7 separate regions of the Mus musculus genome follow, and all the other regions are linked to region 5. A link is a contact called in public HiChIP or PLAC-seq data. All regions are on one chromosome and are shown on one strand. Each heading gives the region's core, a stretch centred on a gene start, on an enhancer-like site or on the middle of the called end of the contact. The rest is flanking DNA. Distances are from core to core; before and after follow the strand shown. Region 1 has its middle 250 kb from the start of Pvt1. Region 2 overlaps Pvt1 (Pvt1 oncogene). Region 3 overlaps Pvt1 (Pvt1 oncogene). Region 4 has its middle 220 kb from the start of Pvt1. Region 5 overlaps Gm41334 (a long non-coding RNA gene). Region 6 overlaps Pvt1 (Pvt1 oncogene). Region 7 overlaps Pvt1 (Pvt1 oncogene).

The links. HiChIP or PLAC-seq counts read pairs in DNA pulled down with a chosen protein or histone mark.
Region 1: a contact with region 5 is called in an H3K27ac HiChIP or PLAC-seq map of the NIH/3T3 cell line, with 6 times the contacts expected there. The contact joins two enhancer-like sites. A contact is called at or near these places in 1 of 15 datasets of contacts at CTCF or cohesin (the NIH/3T3 cell line), 4 of 115 datasets of contacts at active chromatin or transcription factors (the NIH/3T3 cell line, astrocytes, embryonic fibroblasts and 1 more) and 1 of 9 other capture datasets (embryonic tail).
Region 2: a contact with region 5 is called in a FOXA1 HiChIP or PLAC-seq map of pancreatic cancer cells. The contact joins two enhancer-like sites. A contact is called at or near these places in 1 of 115 datasets of contacts at active chromatin or transcription factors (pancreatic cancer cells) and 1 of 9 other capture datasets (embryonic tail).
Region 3: a FOXA1 HiChIP or PLAC-seq map of pancreatic cancer cells shows a contact between it and region 5. The contact joins two enhancer-like sites. A contact is called at or near these places in 1 of 15 datasets of contacts at CTCF or cohesin (the NIH/3T3 cell line), 1 of 115 datasets of contacts at active chromatin or transcription factors (pancreatic cancer cells) and 1 of 9 other capture datasets (embryonic tail).
Region 4: a FOXA1 HiChIP or PLAC-seq map of pancreatic cancer cells shows a contact between it and region 5. The contact joins two enhancer-like sites. A contact is called at or near these places in 1 of 15 datasets of contacts at CTCF or cohesin (the NIH/3T3 cell line), 1 of 115 datasets of contacts at active chromatin or transcription factors (pancreatic cancer cells) and 1 of 9 other capture datasets (embryonic tail).
Region 6: a contact with region 5 is called in a CTCF HiChIP or PLAC-seq map of the NIH/3T3 cell line, with 6 read pairs. The contact joins two enhancer-like sites. A contact is called at or near these places in 1 of 15 datasets of contacts at CTCF or cohesin (the NIH/3T3 cell line) and 1 of 484 Hi-C or Micro-C datasets (adipose-derived mesenchymal stem cells).
Region 7: a FOXA1 HiChIP or PLAC-seq map of pancreatic cancer cells shows a contact between it and region 5. The contact joins two enhancer-like sites. A contact is called at or near these places in 2 of 115 datasets of contacts at active chromatin or transcription factors (cardiomyocytes and pancreatic cancer cells) and 1 of 9 other capture datasets (embryonic tail).

Annotation. Positions count from the first base shown.
Region 1 is chr15:62,286,174-62,288,873 of GRCm38.p6, forward strand. No RefSeq gene overlaps it. Among named protein-coding and RNA genes, the nearest start is that of Pvt1, 250 kb to the left of the region's middle. Within about 2 kb of position 1,323, at least 75 of the 459 cell types and tissues checked have an H3K27ac peak or open chromatin away from gene starts, as enhancers often do. A contact at or near this core is called in the NIH/3T3 cell line, embryonic fibroblasts and pancreatic cancer cells, where this site is marked.
Region 2 is chr15:62,150,611-62,153,310 of GRCm38.p6, forward strand. The region is part of intron 1 of Pvt1 (Pvt1 oncogene); the gene reads left to right. Among named protein-coding and RNA genes, the nearest start is that of Pvt1, 110 kb to the left of the region's middle. Within about 2 kb of position 1,326, at least 39 of the 459 cell types and tissues checked have an H3K27ac peak or open chromatin away from gene starts, as enhancers often do. A contact at or near this core is called in pancreatic cancer cells, where this site is marked.
Region 3 is chr15:62,126,654-62,129,353 of GRCm38.p6, forward strand. The region is part of intron 1 of Pvt1 (Pvt1 oncogene); the gene reads left to right. Among named protein-coding and RNA genes, the nearest start is that of Pvt1, 90 kb to the left of the region's middle. Within about 2 kb of position 1,373, at least 57 of the 459 cell types and tissues checked have an H3K27ac peak or open chromatin away from gene starts, as enhancers often do. A contact at or near this core is called in pancreatic cancer cells, where this site is marked.
Region 4 is chr15:62,260,434-62,263,133 of GRCm38.p6, forward strand. No RefSeq gene overlaps it. Among named protein-coding and RNA genes, the nearest start is that of Pvt1, 220 kb to the left of the region's middle. Within about 2 kb of position 1,263, at least 79 of the 459 cell types and tissues checked have an H3K27ac peak or open chromatin away from gene starts, as enhancers often do. A contact at or near this core is called in the NIH/3T3 cell line and pancreatic cancer cells, where this site is marked.
Region 5 is chr15:63,065,173-63,067,872 of GRCm38.p6, forward strand. It overlaps Gm41334 (a long non-coding RNA gene), which reads right to left. Exons shown (of 3, transcript XR_875378.1): 3 at 2,328-2,449. Among named protein-coding and RNA genes, the nearest start is that of Gm41334, 4.2 kb to the right of the region's middle. RefSeq lists an enhancer at 530-2,439. Within about 2 kb of position 1,364, at least 43 of the 459 cell types and tissues checked have an H3K27ac peak or open chromatin away from gene starts, as enhancers often do. A contact at or near this core is called in the NIH/3T3 cell line, embryonic fibroblasts and pancreatic cancer cells, where this site is marked.
Region 6 is chr15:62,221,519-62,224,218 of GRCm38.p6, forward strand. The region is part of intron 2 of Pvt1 (Pvt1 oncogene); the gene reads left to right. Among named protein-coding and RNA genes, the nearest start is that of Pvt1, 180 kb to the left of the region's middle. Within about 2 kb of position 1,348, at least 62 of the 459 cell types and tissues checked have an H3K27ac peak or open chromatin away from gene starts, as enhancers often do. A contact at or near this core is called in the NIH/3T3 cell line, where this site is marked.
Region 7 is chr15:62,078,405-62,081,104 of GRCm38.p6, forward strand. All of the region lies in intron 1 of Pvt1 (Pvt1 oncogene), which reads left to right. Among named protein-coding and RNA genes, the nearest start is that of Pvt1, 42 kb to the left of the region's middle. Within about 2 kb of position 1,402, at least 192 of the 459 cell types and tissues checked have an H3K27ac peak or open chromatin away from gene starts, as enhancers often do. A contact at or near this core is called in pancreatic cancer cells, where this site is marked.

The DNA of each region.
Region 1 (2,700 bases), core at 73-2,572, 780 kb before region 5:
TGAGATTGGCTTGTGCAGAATGGCTTTTCAGCCCAAAGCTCCATATGGAAATAGTATGTTTGACATGCTGAAAGTTTAGATCCATAGTCCAGTATCACTGCCTTGACTCGAAATATGTTATCCTCCAAGGTTTGAAAGTGTGAAAATTGGAAAAATTAGCTTATCATAAAAGGTAAATGATTTTCTTTGTAACACGTTTGCATATATCACCATTTGTTGACCACCCCCCACTGGTCTCACCTGTCTCTCTGTACATCACATATATTTTATTATCCTCTCTTAGTGCGTCTCCTACTTCCTTTCCCTCCCCTTCAGGGCATCTCCATAGTCTCCTTTCTACCTTTGTGCCTTACAGAATACCTGTATGTATGTGTGTTAAGTGTTGCTTTAAAACCATAACAATCATACTGCTACTGCCCAGAGCAGTGAATGCTCTGCCAAATTATCTTATTTGGTTTTCGACAAAAGCCTCACGAGGCAGGTAGTTTAATTTCCACTTCCCAGACTAATAAAAAACAGAAGTTCAGGACTGTTCCGTAATGCATTCACAACCACACATGCAAGGAGAGGGTCAAGATTGAAGCCAGCATTCCTCTCGTGCACAGACCCTAATCTCATTACTTTTTACTCATGCATTTCCTCCCCGAGCTGGATACTAACCAGCTGAGCCACATACCTTACTCAACAGCGATGGCTGCAAATACTTTTGTCTGCTTATATGTAAAGCAAGCTACTTAGGAGACAGTGAAAATGACATTAGACATAATACAGAGGCAGAGTCTGTGTGCAACTGTGTCTTGAATGCTTAGATGAGATGTTTTCGTTTCTGTATGCTAGGATCTACAAAATGCATCCCGTTGCTTGAGCCCACTTGTTACGAGGACCTATTCACAGTAGTCACTCAGCTGTATCAAAAGGTCATGAAAAACATCCTGTGGAAAGGCTTTTTTTTTTTTTTTTTTTTTTTTTTTTTCTGGGCAGAGGATCTAGAGTATTTATGAGTCACTTGAAGGCTCTGTTTCCCTCTAGAGATGAGACATTCTAATTCTCCCATCTGTTGAGTTTGACTTACCACTTTCCCCAGAGGAGTCTTGGAGGCAAGGAGAAATCATGCTGACTAAATGGTGGTTGAAATTTGTAGGGTGACTGTTCAGTTTAGCAGAGAATAACTAGAAGGCACACTGTATCACCGCATTTGAAAAATCATTAAAAATGTTCCTGCTTCACATTCCTGTGGCTCCTTAAACTCAACCCTCCAGAGGACCTTCCTCCCTCCCCCTGCCAGCTAAAGCTGTGTCATTCTGAGCTGTGGCTATTGGTCATTTCCTGTCTCATCCATCCAAATGCTTGTTTTATTATGACTGCCATGAGAATGGGCTCTGAGCTAGGGACTGGGTTTCACAGCCATTGGCGGATGTGTTTCCTCCAATGTGGGAGCAGAGGGAAAGAATGCGGGATTCGCCTTCAGGAACCTGCATGCAGTCACCAGCTCTCTGCTAGCACTTGTGCTCATGGGTGTACTACTCAAGCATGTCTCTTTCAAACTGTATTTCTTTTTTGAGTACTTAGAATATATTAGTCCTCTGCTAGATATTGGGAACTGGAAGTACACAAAAATACAATAAAAATAGATCCTCCTATTTTTAGAATTCTGCTCTGATGGGAGACATAAAGTACACTAATAAAATTAGTACAGATGTATGTTGGTAAAATGTATGCTTTGCATGTGCTAATTTAGAGAAGGAAGCATGGGGTTTTGCATAGTATAGTTTTCTATATTAGACAACTATAATGACATGAAATCAGCTTTAAAATAAGCCTTTCTCCACTCCTTTCTTTCCCTTTCCCTCTCTCCCTTTCTCTGATCATCAAGTTCTGTCAATGTATCTGGTAGTGTTGATGTTTATTTTTTTAAAAAATTAAGATCTTTTTTTTTTACTTCATTTAAAGTGTCTGAGATTTTGGCCTTCAAGTATGTACGTGAATTCCTTGCTCATGCCGATGGGTGGTTGTCAGCCACCCTCTGAGTGCTGGGAACTGATCATGGATCCTCTTCCGGAGCAGGAAACAGACTTAACTCTTGAGCTGTGTCTCTAGCTCCCTTGATATGTATTTTGCTAAATAGTAATGGAGACATTCATGCTTGCTTCTGCTTACTAGCATGATAACTTTTGTATTCATTCATCTTTTCTCAGTTTGTATCTTAGTATCAAGTACGTGTCTTATATGAAGGATACAGTCATTCCTTGGGTGCCCTTTGCTTGGAATCTTTAGTGGGTTCAGAGAATGTAATTGTTGGTTTGGTTAGATTCGGGTTAGCCATATGGCTCCATGCTCTGCCATTCATCTCAGGCACTCACTTTCTGTGTTCTCATTTGTCAGGAACTTTTCAGCATTTAATATCTTACTCCGCCTCGTGCTTATATTTCTTTGGTGGTTTTCTAGTGATTATTTTCTAGGAATTATAGTTTGCTTCTTTGAGTTAATGTTGAACGAGGAAACCTGTTTTTATTCCACTTTCAGTTTTGAAAGAAGAGACTTGGTTCATGATTTGGCTTTTCCCTTCCTTTATCTTCCTGTCTCCCTCTGTCTTTCTTTCTTTTTTTTTTAATTTTTAATTTTATTTATTTTTGTTTTTGTGCCCCTTTCTCTATTCTTCATATGTTGAATCTAAGACCTAGTACATGTTAGTCAAGCAGT
Region 2 (2,700 bases), core at 76-2,575, 910 kb before region 5:
CTTTCTTTCCATGCACAGTTCCCAGGGCTCTGGCATTCTCTGCCTGTTTTCAGAGGCATCTCTCATTATTGACCAATGTCAGACCCTAGGGAACGGAGAATAGCGCTAGCCCTGGACTTTCACAGCACTACTTACGGGAAAATGCATCACCCAGAGTGTTGGCCAGCCAAGGCACCAACCCAAGCCAGCCCTGCCCGGGTGGTTAGGTGCACTGGCCGCCTTAGTCACTGGCCAAAGACACTATACTTACTCTAGCCTTAGCCGATCCCACCTCTCTGATGGCTGAATTCCTGGAAAAGCTTTACGCCATGAGACATGGATTTTCCTTCTTGCTATATAACTGGAACCTTCATTTACTGAGTGCATGATCAGTGTCAGGGACTGTATTGAGCCTTTCTGACATAGCTTGTGAGTGTGTGTGTGTGTTTGCATATTGGTGCCCATTTGTGTGTTGATGTTAGAGGTCTACATTGAGAATCTTCTGCAATCCTTTTTTTCCCTTTTAAAGATTTATTTTTAAGACTAGGCATGGTGGCTCACACCTTTAATTCCAGCACTCCAGAGAGGGAGGCAGGAGGCAGGAGGCAGGAGGCAGGAGGCAGGTGGATCTCCTTGTGTTCAAGGCCAGCTGGTCTATATAGTGAGTTATATCCATGAAAGCCAGGGCTATCTAGAGAGAGAGAGAGAGAGAGAGAGAGAGAGAGAGAGAGAGAGAGAGAGAGAGAGAAAGACACGTTCAAACAAAAGTTGTTTTTGATATTTTAAATTTGATGTGTTTTTATGTGCGCTGGCATGTGTGTACGAGTACAGGTGGCCACAGAAGCCAGGGGCACTGGATCTCCTGGAGCTAGAGTTACAGGCAACTGTAAGCAGCACAGAGATTATAGAAATGCACTACTATGCCTGGCTTTTTACCTGTGGGCTGGGCATCTAAACTCTCAGGTTATCAACGCTTATATGGAAAACGCAACTGAGCTGTCTCTTCAGCAATCCTATGTTCCAGCCTTTCATCTGATGCTCCTTCTAACCTGATCTGGTCTCCTTCTGACTGGTTGGGATGCTAAGCTCTCAGCTCGGAAGCATGAGAGCTAACAGGAGAAAGTACTCTCATCAATATCAGGTGTCAAATATGTCCTGGGGTAATGAGTCAACCTGAAATGGCATGCTGTTCTTGTTGGCCCTTTGTACACAAGGAAAGATTAAGACCTGACTCATGGGTGCCATTAGCAGCAGGCTTTATAGCCACAAAGCCGTAGTGCCTTATGGGGAAGGTAAGCGTGGTTTCCCCAGTTGGGCCAAACTTGGGGCCTCAGACTCTTTGTAACTGTTCTACACTATCACTGATAAAGCCTGGGGCGGCACTCTCCTTAAACAAGTTCCAGGGGACCAATAGAGTCATCATGCATACAGAAAATTTGCTTAAGGAACCCTCTAGAGAAGAGCTAATTGCAGGAGGAAGAGGAGATAGGCAGTTAGTAACTCAGGAAGAGAGGACTAAAGATGGATCAGGGCAAGACAGCCATCAATCAACCCATAGGATCTTGGCCTGGAAGACCTTCTTCCAGTTATGTTCTCATAAGTTCTTAGTATACAAATCCACCATGAGGACTTGCCCTGGGTTCTAGTCCCTCCCCAGTATACATTGTCATAGGGGAGCAAGCATCCTCAGGGTCAATGGAGCCAAGATGGCTCCTGACCACACTGAGTACCACGGAGACATGATCTCACTCCATTGAGCAATGATCTGGGAATCTGAACCCTAGTAGGCTGAATGGGGAACTAGGACTTCCTGAGAGAGAGAGAGGAAGTGTCACCCATTATGCTTCTTCTATCCTCTCATGCACTCCGAAATCCCATATGGCTCCCTGCACAGAAATGTTCACAAGGGTGTCCTTGCCATACTAAAACCTGGTAGTCACTTCAGGGGTAGATCCGTGAATCCCGGGTAGGAGCCCAGGGTAGGTCAAGGCTTACATAGGCCTTAGGATGGTGAAAAAGACAGGGGTAGTTCATGGAGCCCTTGTACAGAACAGATAGTAAGAGATTCCAGCATGGCCTTGGGGTGAGGGCTGAAAAGTTATTCTCAGTAGGATAAGCCAAAAGGCATTTCAAAATTAATGAGCGGGTCTTGCGGTATATAATTCAATGGTATAACATTTACCTAGCAGACATGAGGACCCACGTTCAATATCTAACCCTGAACCAAACAGATGAAATATAGGTGTTTATTAGAGGAACTCGGGGATAATAGCACTGGCCTTTCACAGTTACTTCCCTTAACTCTGCATGACCCCCACTTGCCTCCAGAAGAACACTGGTTTGCCTATCTGTGGTCTGGGAAGCCCTTTGGACTGCCAGGTGGGTCCTGGGCTGATCTCCCAGGCTCTCCTTACTCTGCTCCATTCCTTAGAAAAATAAAACAAAACAAAACAACAACAACAATGACAAAAAAAAAAACAACAACAAAAAACAAAACAGGATTCAGTTAGTGTTGCTGCAGCAAATTTATTTAAAAACCAAACCAAACCAAACCAAACCAAACAAGTTTCAAACAAAAAGCATTTCCACCTGTGATGCCTGGCTTTCGAGGGATCAAAGATAAAGAAACAGATTGTAGTGTATGCTGTGTAAGCAGCTCAGACAAGCTGCCCGGCCTCAGTAGGTCCGGGGAGACCACAAGCCTGCAGTTTCCCTGTCTCA
Region 3 (2,700 bases), core at 123-2,622, 940 kb before region 5:
TGTTCCCTTTTGGAATTGTTTCAAGAGACAGATTTGTCTTCCTCTCTCATGCCGCCTCCTCCTCCTCCTCCTCCTCCTCCTCCTCCTCCTCCTCCTCCTCTTCTTCTTCTTCTTCTTCTTCTTCTTTTTTCCCTTCCTGTTGTATTTGATACTGAGGATTGAACCCAGTACCTTGTACACATGCTAGGCAGATGTCCAGTCCTGGAAGAATAGCTTGTCATCTCCAGCTCCTGGATGCTAGGATCATAGACATACACTGCTGTGCTGGGCCTGGTGTATATGGTTCTCTTGATCAAACCCAGGCCTTGAACGTGCTAAGCAAGCACTCTGCTATGTAAGCCACATGTAGTTCAACCCACTTTGGTCCTCCATATACTCTCTTTATTTGTGAGATAGACCCTGGCTTGGTAGCTCTGTCCAGTCTTCAAAGTGGGGCCCTCCTGTTCCCTGAGGGCTGGGGTAAGGGGCACAGCATTGTACTAACCTGCTTGTTTTTAACTTGACCTTCTTGTCTACAAATTGGTTTATGGACAGTTTTCTCCTGGCTTCAGGAGGGAGCGTGGGGATAGATGGGCCTTCCTTTCTTTGGATCTCTTGTTTCCTAGTCTGCCTCAACTTGAGAGCCTGCATATCCTTTGAGCAGATCACCTTTGCAAAGCAAACTGAATGAGGGCTCTGGACTCTGATGGTCTCTGTAGCTGAGACAACAGAAAGAACACTAGGCTAGGATCCCAAGGCTGGGTACCTGGCTCCCATGACCCCTCAGGGAGCTGTCTGTCCTCATTGCACAGCCCCTGTCTCATGGCCTCTCTTGGACCACCATCCAAAAGCCCTGGCCTCATGGGGATTTGACCTGTTCAGGAGTGGGAGAGAACACCTCCCCCCCCCCCCCTTACTCTTCACCCTTTGGCCCTCCATTTTCATCCCAGTTTCTCATCTTTACTGCTCTCACCAGCTTGTGGGGATTTCCAAATCCTGTGCCCCTTGCTAAGTGTCTACATCCAGGCAGGGATCGTGTTTCTCCCAGTGACTAAACACAGGGACATATTTACAGATGGAGGATTAACCCCCCCACCCCCACCCCCAATCCTTTTCTCTACTCCATACCCACAGCTTATGCTCAGGTAACCGAGACTCTATGTGGGTCCTTTACATTTGGGATCCTGCAAGCATGCATGGCACAGAGTCTTGCGCAGGGACACCAAGTTGTTGCCACGTGAAAACAAAGCACTCATAAACTCATTGCTAACATCCAGCCCAGCCACATGGATGCCGTACCGATTGCCAGACCTTGTAAACAGCTGTCAGTAAGAGCGTGAAGAGCTAGAACGCGGAACTGACCTCTGTTTGGCTCACTCCGTGCATTCAGTGACACAGCAAATCCCCTTTACAAAGCAAAATGAGGCCACCGTCCCTCTAAGGAGCTGGGCTGAGTAGCTGCTACACAGAAGCCCAGTTTCCCACATTAAAAGATCCATTTTGTTACTTTAAAGAATTACTAGCAAGTATTAATTATTCATAGTCCCCCCCCCCCCCCCCCCCAAGACAGGGTTTCTCTGTGTAGCCCTGGCTGTCCAGGAACTTATTCTGTAGGCCAGGCTGGCCTCGAACTCAAAAATTCACCCACCTCTGCCTCCCAAGTGCTGGGATCAAAAGGCGTGTGCCATCACTGCCCAGCTAATTATTCATAGTAACAGGTTTCATTAGGAGGTTTTTGTACATCTATACTATCAATTTTGATCATTTCATTCCTTTTTCCCTCACCCTGCTGGACCCTTTTTAGTCTACGTGAACCTTGATTGTTCTACTGTTATTACTGTGTGGTGTGTGTGTGTGATGGTATGAATTTGCTTTTGATTGCTTATAGACTCACGGGCAACGAGTTAAGCTGTTACCTAGACTTTTCTGTCCCAGTATGTTCATTAGCTTCTTTGTGTCTGTTTGTTTCGTTTATAATCCCTGACTGCATTCCTGCTTTCTAGAGAGGTGAATGAGTTAATGCACAGGAAGGCTTAGAACAGTGCTTCCTGGCGGATGTATGGTAAACACTCGTTAAATGTTAACTATTGATACTGGTGTGCCTGGAATGCTAGCCGCCACCAGCTGATTTGTGTGCTTGCCAAAAGTTAGTTGTGTTGGTAATTACATATTATATACACAGAGAAACCGGAGTTTCTTATGAGGTGGTCCCTGGAAAACGTAGGCCTTTGGAAAAAGTAGATAACGCTAATTTGTGGGGACATTGTTACCAAATTACTCAGAAGCAAGACAGCTGTGAAAAATGAAGGCATGGTAAAGCTATGGGGAGTCTGCATTCCATACGTTACAGATGACTAAGCTTTGCTTTACTGCAAGGAAACGGAAATCTGGTATTGCAGGTATTCACGTGTGAGTTTGTTTTTTCCTGGGAAAGATAATTTGTACCTATAGTCAGCGGACCAGAGGAAATTGCTTCCCTTCCATTGGTTGATTTGCAAGCAGCTCTCAGACAGTGTTAAGTGCTGGTTCTTTTCAGTATGATCTACATTTGTGTGTGTGTGTGTGTGTGTGTGTGTGTGTGTGTGTGTGTGTGGTGCAGTGCTATTGAGATAAGCTTTCTTTCTGTAGCCCTGGCTGGCCTGAAACTAGCTCCGTAGACCAGGCTGGCCTGGAACTCCCAGAGATCCACCTGCCTCTGGGATTAAAGGTGTGTGTGCACCA
Region 4 (2,700 bases), core at 13-2,512, 800 kb before region 5:
AAGGTGTTACTTTCATTTCTGTCTAAAGAGAAACTGAACCCACCTGTTAACTGCTGGCCTTTTCTTTAGGGACTGACCTTATGCCCTATAAGAGGGCCAGGGAACTAAAATGGACATAACACAGTAGAGTCTACTTCATAGATTCAAAGGCTGGGATGCTAGGAAGTCCAGGACAGAGTCCAGGAGAGAATAGAGAATATACAGAGTGCTCTTCTTTTCCAGCATCCCAAATGGCACCTTGGTCTTCTTGGAGTCAACTCCCCCATCATTAAAATGGCCACAACAATGTCCACTAATCTGGTTCTCATGGTGGCTGAAGCATGAGATGTCTATTGCTCAGAGCACAACAGAGTTGTTAGATAACATTTAGAATCTTTACTATAGTTTAGATGTGAGACGTTTAAAAAGATCTCTGCTATGTGCTCTTAATCTCTATAATGGTCAACAGCCACCACTGAGAGCTAATTAGGTAGGACCTTGTTTCTGGCCTAGTGAGGGACATCTTCCTAGGCTAAGAAGCATCTGTGAAGTACCTTGAGATCTGGTCCTGGAGGCTGCTTGTCCTGTTGCTAGCCAAGCAATCCTATGGGTCAGAGTCACAGCATAATATAGCTATTAGACAATTTTCTTTTTCTTTTTTCCCCCATCCAGAGAATAATAAGCTCTCAAGTTCCTCCACCTCTAGCACAAGACTACACAGGGATATCTATAGCCTACAGAACTCACTGAGAACCCCATATCTGAGACTCAGGGAAGGAGCCAAGCTCAAGGCTTAGCTTGGTTGGCCAGTCAAGATTTTCAGGTGATCAGTGAGCTTTCTCTGTCTCATTTGTGGTCCATTGTAAATGATCTAGAACTGTTTCTGAGTGTGTAGAGGGTGGCTTACTCTGAGAACACTTTTGCCGGTAGGCTAATAGCTTCCAATGAGAGGTCCTTGAGAGTAGGATCCCTTGTGCTTCTGCCCTGGCCATGGAACTTCAGAGGTCCTGGACCTGTGAGCAAGAACACTGTTGTTTTGTTTTGTTTTTACTCCTAGCACAGGCATGAACTCCTGCACTTGATTCTAGTCCCGCAGAACTTGTATTGCTGGTGTTTGTGAGTGGCTGCTTTCTAGAAAGCAATATCTTTACCCTTGCCCTCTTAGAGGTATACGGGGAGAGAGAATCAGAACTCCAGTTTACATGCAGCTAGAGTTCTGAGGTAAAGTGACTCACTTAGGGCCACCCAGAAAAGAGCAGTTTGGCTGTCCTCCCAGGCCCTCTCCCTCTGATCATCCAAATATGGTAACACATGGTGACACAGAGCCACATGCTCCTCCTGGGTCTTCTGAGGCAGAGAGCTTCCAGGGACACTTTGGAATGAAGGAAATAGAATCCAAGAGACCTCTTTCAGAGACCGCCAAGCAAATCTTCTCAAGAATCCTGGCAGAATGTTGTCATTCTCTCTCTGAAAGGGGTGGCTCTTGGGATACTGTCCAGGTCACTGTGAACACATAGCAGAAGAAATGTCCTCCCAGCCTGCAGGGACCACCTTTTTCCAGGCCTTCCTCTGCTGGAAGCCTTCTTTACTCAACGCTTTCCCCTTTGATAGTCACCTCGACTGACCTTGAAGCCTCCTTCAGTTTTCTCTATACACAGAAACAGAATGTCAGTCTTTTTTTTTTTCTTTTTTCAAGAGTGACATAGAGCATCAATGGGAGGGGAGGTCCTTAGTCCTGTAAAGGTTCGATGCCCCAGCGTAGGGGAATGCTAAGGTAGTGAGGCAGGAGTGGGTGGGTGGGTGGGGGGATCACCCTCATAGAAGCAGGGGAGATGGGGGAATGAGATAGGAGGTTTGCAGAGGGGAAGCTGGGGAGGGGATAAAAATTGAAATGTAAATACATAAAATAACCAATAAAAAAAGAGTGACATATAATCACTAAAGAATATTCAAATAAGCAAAATTAGCCTCCTTTCTTTTCTACTTTTTTCTCCTTGCTTCCCTTCTTCCTTCTTTCCTCATTTCCCCCTCACCTCCCTACCCTTTCCTCCCTCCTTTTAAACTTTTGTCTTTATTTTCTTCTTCCTCTCCCTTCTCCTTTCCTTCCCTCTCTTTCTTCTTCCTTCCTTTTTCCTTTCCTCTTTCTTTAAAAAGTCTTGTTAAATATTTTACATATTTATGCAAATGTGCATTTATTTAAATAGCACCTGGACACCTGCTCTTGGTTCACCACCAGCTTGGTTCTGGTGATCGACACGATGACACAAGATGGATGAGGCTCTGCTCGGCTGAGCATGTGGCCAGTGGCGGACACAGATCCGAGTCAAATTTCAGATGAAACATAAGGAGATAACTAACTTGGGTTTAAGAAGAACAAAGATAAGCAATGAAGGGAAAGAGAATTAAAGCAGAACACATCCACTTGGCATGGGCTTCAACTGAGTCTCTTTCTGGGGACAGGATAGTCAAGCCAAGGTTTGAAGGAGCTGGCAATGCAGGGAAAGGGGAGGTGGGCCCACAGGTTTGAGAGACACCAGGCTTTTATTTTAAAATCACTGTGGCTTCTGAGTGGAGAATGGTCTAAAGAAGGGACTGGAGCAGGGTCAGTGTGTGTGCCTTGGGACTGGGAACACTCAAACAAAGGTTTGCTTAGAAGAGTGGAAGCCCAGAAATCCAAGGGCTTTGGTGCAATGTGGCAGAGAAAAATGAGATAATCTACAG
Region 5 (2,700 bases), core at 114-2,613:
GTTTGCGAGTCCAAAGGGCCTCTCTTTCCAGTGATGGCTGACTAGGCCATCTTTTGAAACATATGCAGCTAGAGATGTCCTTTTTCTTCCTGAATGCGAAGCTTAGATTCTTAGTCAGTCATCCTACATTTGGCAGTTGAATAACCATTGGGACAATGTGTATGCTATGGTATCATCAGATCATTTGTTGAGGTTAATGGTAAGATAACTACAATAAACCAGTTCAGGAAGTATTTTAAATCCATAGATTCTGAACTGAAAATTTGAACTATATGAACATCATAAGGTTATTTGGGAAATTTAACATGAAGATCTGAATCTTTGGTTCTTGCTAATGTAGAATGATGGGAGTCAGTCCGTGGATGAGTCTTATGAAGATTTTTTTTTTTTTGGTTTTTCAAGACAGGGTTTCTCTGTATAGCCCTGGCTGTCCTGGAACTCACTTTGTAGACCAGGCTGACCTTGAACTCCGAAATCCGCCTGCCTTTGCCTCCAAAGTGCTGGGATTAAAGGCTTAAGCCACCACACTGGGCACGTTATGAGGATTTTAAGTGAGAGAATTTAAGGTGTAAGTTATAAGAAGCTACCATTTTTACTAGCAGTAAGTGTACTGTTACAAATAGGACCCAGGTAATAATCTCTGATATTCATGATTCTGACAAAAGCATTTCCAACAAGGTTTTGAGAAACTATATAGTATGTAGCAATACAGAAAACAGGAAAGTACTACATTTGTCATAGACAACTATTTCTTCCTCCTTAGCACTCCTCTCTCATTAGGATAAGAAGACATCCTGGGCAGGGTCAGCTAATAGCATTCTACATGAGGCCCTACTCTAAACCAAACTCACTGTCTTTGCTATCAGCAGCCGGCTCCCGATGTGTGTCAATTACAAAGAGAGCAGGGCTCCAAAGACCATGAAGCCCAAATGTGGTTACTGAGCAAACAGGGCTATTTGAAGTGCATTCCTTTCTGCTGAGCTTGGTGTCAGTAAAAAGGAACTCTCTTTTCCTATAGCAAGACCCTCATGTCCTAGTGAGGTTTCAGCCAAGAGTTGTGCAGTGTTGGCAGTGAGGGAGGGACTGGTGGCCACTTGAAATTCTCAAGTCCATGTCCCCAAACACTAGACAGAAAGGCCCTTATTTTTGGCTCCATGCCCTTCTCCAATTTCATTTCCACTGAAGAGTGGCCCAAGCTCTGTGATCTGTTCCATCAACACTGTGGCTAAAATTAAATTTCAGAGTCCTAGTGCAGAATGAGCTGAAGTCTTTTCTAAAGTGCATTCACCCCTGCTGTGTGAGTGTTCTTTACTAAGGAGATGTCAAGAGGGGAGTGTCCTCAACAGGATTTGTTTCTGGGAGAAAAGTAGGAGATTTACACAAGTTTCACTAGACTTTGAGGGGTTAGGAGATGACTAAGTCCTAACCTCAAGATACTTACTTTCTTTTGCAAAGTCTTAGATGTAGATCACAAATTCTACTATGAAGCAGGCAAAATTTCTTAACTGAATAACTAACACAATAACAACAGAGATTCCTATCTGACTCAGTTCTTGACCAGTAGCCCCTTTTATAGATATTGTCTTTCTTGACCTTTATAACATCCCTGTATTTTATGGGATCATGGTCCCTCCATTTGAAACCTGAACAAACACATGCTCAGAAAAACAAAAGCATATTAGTCAATTTAAATGAGTCCAGGATTGCTGTATGTCTTCTTGTCTCAAAATACTACACTGTTTCCTCAAGTAAAATGCTATTCTAGGACAGAGTCCGGAGAATTTTCATAGGGAGAGGTAGTGTTATATCAAATGGCCAGAATTAAAAACATAACATTTTGTGACTTTTTTCTCTATTCATCTGTCTACAAGCCAGATAGCATAGTAATTAGCAAAAGATTTGTTTTCCAAAGGAAGTTAACAACCCTTCCCTCTATCTCTACAAACAATTGTTGATAATGTACATAGTCATTTCTCGATCTCAAACAGTTGCCTAGTCCCTGTACTGCCTGTTACACAATTCAAGATAAGCCCTGTGTGGCAAATCATTGGAAAGCCCCTTCCATCTAGTCAGAAAATTCAGCCAAAGGTAAGCAAACAGTTTGGGAAGATTCCAGAATCCTGAAGTAAGCATGCGATTTAACAGTGCAAGTGCTCTTACACACCATTCAAGGGCCATGACTAACTTCCTGTAAGGCACTTACAAAGTCTCTTGCAAATGGAGGCAGTGGTATTTTGTGTCATTGTTTCTCCTGACTGAAAATAGCCTTTTATTCAGTAACATGCAAGAGGAAATAGATGATCTAGCACATACACTAGGAAATCCTGTGAGCTCCTCACTTATCGGTTTATTCTGTCTATTTTTGATCAATACACCTTACATATTTGGTGAGGAGGCAATGACTCCAAATAAGTGTGCTTATTGCTTGGTGATCTGCCACTCTTGAGGTCTGTAAGATACAGTAATTAGAACATCATTTAAGACGTTTATTTCCTCTTTTATATCAGAAAAATCTATGCTATATAATATGAAATAAAGATTCAATTACAGAGGTTTGAACTTGTGTCAGGGCTTAACCCATTGTCCTGTTCTTTGTTTGTTTGTTTTTATTTGTTTTTGTTGTTCTTAAATGTACATTTTCAATACCTCTACCACAAATATAATATAAAATACTATATTATTAGACACTTTTCTTGTTGC
Region 6 (2,700 bases), core at 98-2,597, 840 kb before region 5:
CTCAGTGTGACTATCAAACATACAGCTTAATCTCAAATATGGACGTTGTCTGACAGGTCCATTCCTATTCCACTCTGCCGTGGGATAAGCTGAGGTCCCCAATGACATCAAGGTCACATGACAGTAGTAAAAGAGACTGAAATTAGAACCAGCCATCCACCCTGACCCATCTTAGTCCTTTTTTCCATAAGTGGCCCACCCACAACACTAAATTTATTTCTCCTTTCTTACTTTCCTCACTTTCAAGTGGACCAAAGAGAGATTCTACAAATGTGATAACTCAGGATGGTTTTGAGTCTGTTATTAATTAACCGCATCTTGTATCCTTCATGTATCTGAAGGATATCTGAAAGATGTCTTAGGTACGGCCACCCTAAGGAGCTGAAGTAGCTCCTAGAGATTGCCTAGCGAAGGGCTGGGTAACTTCTCTCTTCAGTTTTATTAGCTGTGGTTATTGAATTGGGACATCTTTATAAAATGAAATGCTATATAGCTATTTAAAAGAGTCAGCTGGAAAGAAAAGTATATGACTTATGCACATATTAATTAGTTGAATTTAGACTTCTACAATGTGCATATATATATAAAATATGCCATATTATATATACCATATACCAATTATATATACCATAAATATGTGTAATTTTTATTTGTCAATTAAAATTGTTCAATTGTAGTTACTAATGGATCTTGGAGGCAATGCAGAACATGGTTGAAATAATCACTCTAAAGAATAGCACCAATCTTAGCCATGATGACTTGGCTTTTTTAAAGGAGGGTATAAAATAGCAGAGTGTGAGGTTCACTTCCATCTCCTCCTTAACACACAGCCACGGTCCCCCACATCAGCCATTCAATCTACTGCAGACACGGTACCCCTGTCATGTTCTGTTATCTCTGTCTCTTCGCTGACCTGTCAGTCTTTCATGAAGTCTAGTCTAGCACTGCTTACAGATACAGTGAGATTACCAGGGCCAAGCCAGAATGGACATGTAATGGATTGTCCAGGGATACGAATGAATGAACAAATGAATGAACGAATGAATGAATCAATAGAGAAGAGAGAATTTTCCCGCAATTTCTTTCTACCTTCTACTCCTTGAGTGCATGAAGCCAGTATCTAAGTCCCACTCTCCTCTCTCCCTCTTCTGGTCCCATCCCTGCCCCCTTCCTCTCCTTGAGTATCTTGACTCAACAAGGCTTCCTCATCCTTCCCAGGCTTCAGAGAAATCAGGAGCGGTGAATGATCGAAATGGACCTTTGAGATTACAGTGTGGAGCTGACATTGCCAGTTAAGCCTGGGCAGATCTGACTTAATTGATTTAGTTGTTGGAGCAGAGACAACCCAGAGGCTTGGATCAGCCTCCCCATCTGACAGTGTGCTGGTGAGTCAGATCTGTTGGGGTTTGAGTCTGTGCTCTGGGTACGGCTGCCTGGGTGACCTTGGCTGTGTTACTCACCCTTGTTGAATCTCAATTTCCTGATCTGCAAAAGAAGACTTAAGTGCGGCTTTGGAGGTCCTGGTGAGGATGAGCCTTGATAACGCTGGTGCAAATGCCCTTTAGAGACAGCAGGAGGGTGAAAGTGCTTATTGTGTGTAGAGTAGAGGAGGTTGCTGTCATTTCTCAGGGAGGAATCCCAAGGCCAGGTCAGAAGAGGTTATAATTTGACTCTTGTTCTGTTCGATGCACTTCTCAAACTGCCCAGGGTTTGCAGCTTAAGCGCATAAATTATCCTGCTCCAGCAGACCCTGTGTTCTGTAGTGAGCCATATGTTGGAGGAGATAGAGATCCTTATCTAGCAGAGTAATATTACCCAGCAAGGGATGACATTTCTTATCAGAGGCTGAGGAGTCAGAGATAGGAGCTTTTCTTTTCAATGGCTGCCAGACCTCTATGTCCTGGGCTGGCACGGTGGGTGGTGGGAAGGGCTTGATGCCTAGGAGTGGACAGCTGATGCTGTTGCAGGCATCAGCTGGCCTTCATCTCTTATGACAACCAGGCCTGCTAGGCTTGCCTTGTCAGAAGTGGGTCCTTTAGAGATTTTTGCATGTGGATGCTCTGATAGCGACTAGGCAGAGGGGAGTGAGAAAGGAAGAGGGGAACCTCATAATGGTGCAGGCCAACATTGGGTGGAGGCGGAGCCCCAGCCTGTGTCAGGCTCCCCTTTCTAGGAGCACAGGCAATCCCCTGCTGCATGGACAAAGCCTGGCTTTCTATGCAATGGCTCTGTAGGGTAGGGTATCTCTGTTCCTACTAAAACCAAGCTGTTGGAACGCTTCTATGCTCCTCCCAAGTCAGCTTCCTAGAGGCTCTGTGCCTTGTGCTCTGTCCTGGAAGTTGAGTTGTATGGATGCATCCACAGGGTGACTGAACTGTGAAATGCTCAGCTTCTATCGGGAGGACAGACCTGGAGTTTGTTCTCCCTCTGACACACTGCTGGTACTTTCCTAATTCAGACAGTATCTACACAGAAGGTCTACACAGAACGTGCCATCCCTGTGTTACTTGCCAAGTGGTCCCCTTAAAGCCTCAGTTTCTTTGTCTATAGCAGGATGAAGTGATGTCAGATCTTTCTATCTCTCCCATGACTAGTTTTGAGGGTCTCAATTTCAAGGCCATGGCTTTCTGAAGGAAAAGAGTTTATGCAGACCCCGAGACCTGTTCTGAGGAAAAGCTCACTGCAGATGGGGTACCATCA
Region 7 (2,700 bases), core at 152-2,651, 990 kb before region 5:
TCTGGTCCCTTCCTCCCTCCCTCCCTCCCTCCCTCCCTCCCTCCCTCCCTCCCTCCCTCCCTCCCTCCCTCTCTCCCTCTTTTTTCTTCCTTCCTTCCTTCCTTCCTTCCTTCCTTCCTTCCTTCCTTCCTTCCTTCCTTCCTTCCTTTCTTTCTCTCTCTCTTTCTCTCTTTCTCTCTATTTTTGAGACAGGGTCTCTAAGTAGTCCTGGCTGTCCTTGAGCTTGCTATGAAGGCCAGGCTAGTCTCTAACTCAAAGATTGTCCTGCCTCTGCCTCTCAAACACTGGGGCCAAGGGTATGTGGCCACCATGCCCAGCCTTAAGTGAATGACCTGGATGCTCTTTGATAGTGATCCCTCCAGGGGCTTGGCCCGCCTTTGCTCTAATATAGAGCATGCTCTTCAGCTTGTAGGGCAATGCTCTTGTGACTTTGCCAACCTAGAGGTTGCTGAGAAAGAAAGCAAGTTTCTCACTTCTCCTGGAAGTCTGTATGGAAGAGCTGCAGCAGGAGCTGCACAGGTCCCATAAAGAAGGAATAGAATAGAGGGACTCTGCGGGAGGGGAGGGGCATGCTGATGTAGAGGTCTCCACAGTATATCTTGACTCAAGCTGGTTGTGACAGAAGCTTTCTGTAGGGGTGTATTTGCTGGGCTGAGTAACCAAAGTTGAGTTCTAATAAATAAAGATGAATGAAGAAGGAGGGAAATGTGGGAGGTTGGGGATGGGGGTGGTACAAGATACTCTCTGAGTCTGTGTGCCATTCAGAGTAATTTACACTGGGGGTCCCATTGTGCCCTTGGGCCCAGGCTCTATTTTGCCCCTTTGTTCCCTGTTCTATCCTAGCAGGGATGCTTGCTGACTTCCTGGCCATCCCCACCCCTTCTTGGGTCCTGGATCCTGCTTCCTTTCTCCCCCGCTTCACAATGATCTCATCCCAGCCGGGAAATGGGACTTTTGTTGCCCCTGCCTATTTGGCCTGGCCCAGTGTCAGGCCCATCACGTGCCCCTGCTGGGATACCGAGTGTATGAATCTCAGGCAGTGGGCAAGGCTGGCAGGGGAGGGCATTCCTCTGGACTGAGCTGTGCTGGTAGCTTGGCACACCCCCCCCCCCCCCTTCTAGAAGTGACTCAAAAGCTTTTCTGCATGCTCTTCTAGTGGACTGCTGAGTCATTCTCTGAGTCACAAGTGGTACAGCTGTGTACTCAACAGTGAGCCCTTGTGTGGGACCCAGATGGGCTGTCCTGACTCTTGGGGCATTTAAAGGCAGTTCACACTGGCATTTGACCCTCTCTGTCCTCCTCAAGGACTCTTTTACCCTGATTCCTTTCTAGGCCTATGTGTGTAGGCTAGGGAGTGATACACACCTCGGGCTGCCAGCTAGGATTCAGAATCCAAAAGTTCAATTCAAGTCAGCAGCTGGCTGACAGGCAGGGAGCCAGGGCGGTGATTAAGCAAGCTGGGGCAAGAGTGAAGTAGGGCAGATTCCTGGGCCCTAGGTGCGTCTCAGGAAGATCAGCCAACTTTCTTGTATCGTGCGTGTTTTGGGAGCATCCTGAAGCTACCTTGAGAATTCAATCTTTTTTTTTTTTTTTTTTTTTTTTTTTTTTTTTTTTTTAGTGAACAAGTGGAAGAATTCTTGTGTATTAAATCTCACTGTCCTTATACCCATTTGGTGTTTGAAGGAATGGGGTCTAGTAGATGATACCAGTTCAGAGGCAGAGTGAGAAGCATAAGTCAGAATATCAGAGTATCTAGAATTTGATGCTCAGACCTGCCTGACTCAGTTTAGCACCCCTCCCCCAAACCCCCACCCAATCTGGTTGCCTCGAGTCTTCCTCTTAAGGCAGCTGTCCTGTAGTGCAGGAAGCCAACTCCCAAGGTAAAATGTCTTTAGACAAATAAAAATGTCTTTAGAAGGCCTAGGCTCTCTATGGGGTGAGACTGAATGCTGAGGCCCGATCTGGCCTCTGATAGAGGAGGGCTTTCAACTGTTGGGGGCAGGGAACAGCTAGGAGCTTGGCAGGGAGGACTCTGTATATACTGTATCTGTCCGGTAGCACTGGAGATAGAGCCCTAGCTGACCCTGAGTGGAAAGATGGTTGGTTGCATAGTTGTGCTAGCACAGGACATACTGCAAGGGTTTGGGCTCTAGAACTTTTCCTCTGCTCATGTGGCTTTGGTGGAGTCACCTCTGCCGGCTAGTGCTAGTTCTAAAGCCTAACCCATCCTTTGGGAAGGAGTCTGTTTTATGGCTTCCTAGGTAAGGCTGATGACCCATGTGTTAGTGCTGATGTGAGCCACTTGTGGAAGTGGTCCAGTGTTCAGCCACCACTTATCCACTGGGGCCAGATGGGCTAGACCTCAAAGATCTGTAGGGCAAGATGGAAAACAGTCATCCTTTGAATTCACCAGGAACCTCATGACTAGAGAGATGATTAGGAGGCCATTGTTACCTTCTATGGAAGGTGATGAGTGAGCTGGAAAGAGCTTTGGGTATGGACACGCTTCGAAGGCGGGCATTTTGAATAGTAGCATAAAGGCAGATGGTGATGGGGAAATTTCTAATAGAGTGTTGCTGTAGAACAAGGTTGTTCCCAACCTTCTGATCCCCCCTTCCCTGTCTTCCTAGTGCAGTTATAGGCTATGCCACCAGATTTCTGGTTTTGATAGAAGCTTTCAGAACTCTCTTGTGTCCAGGA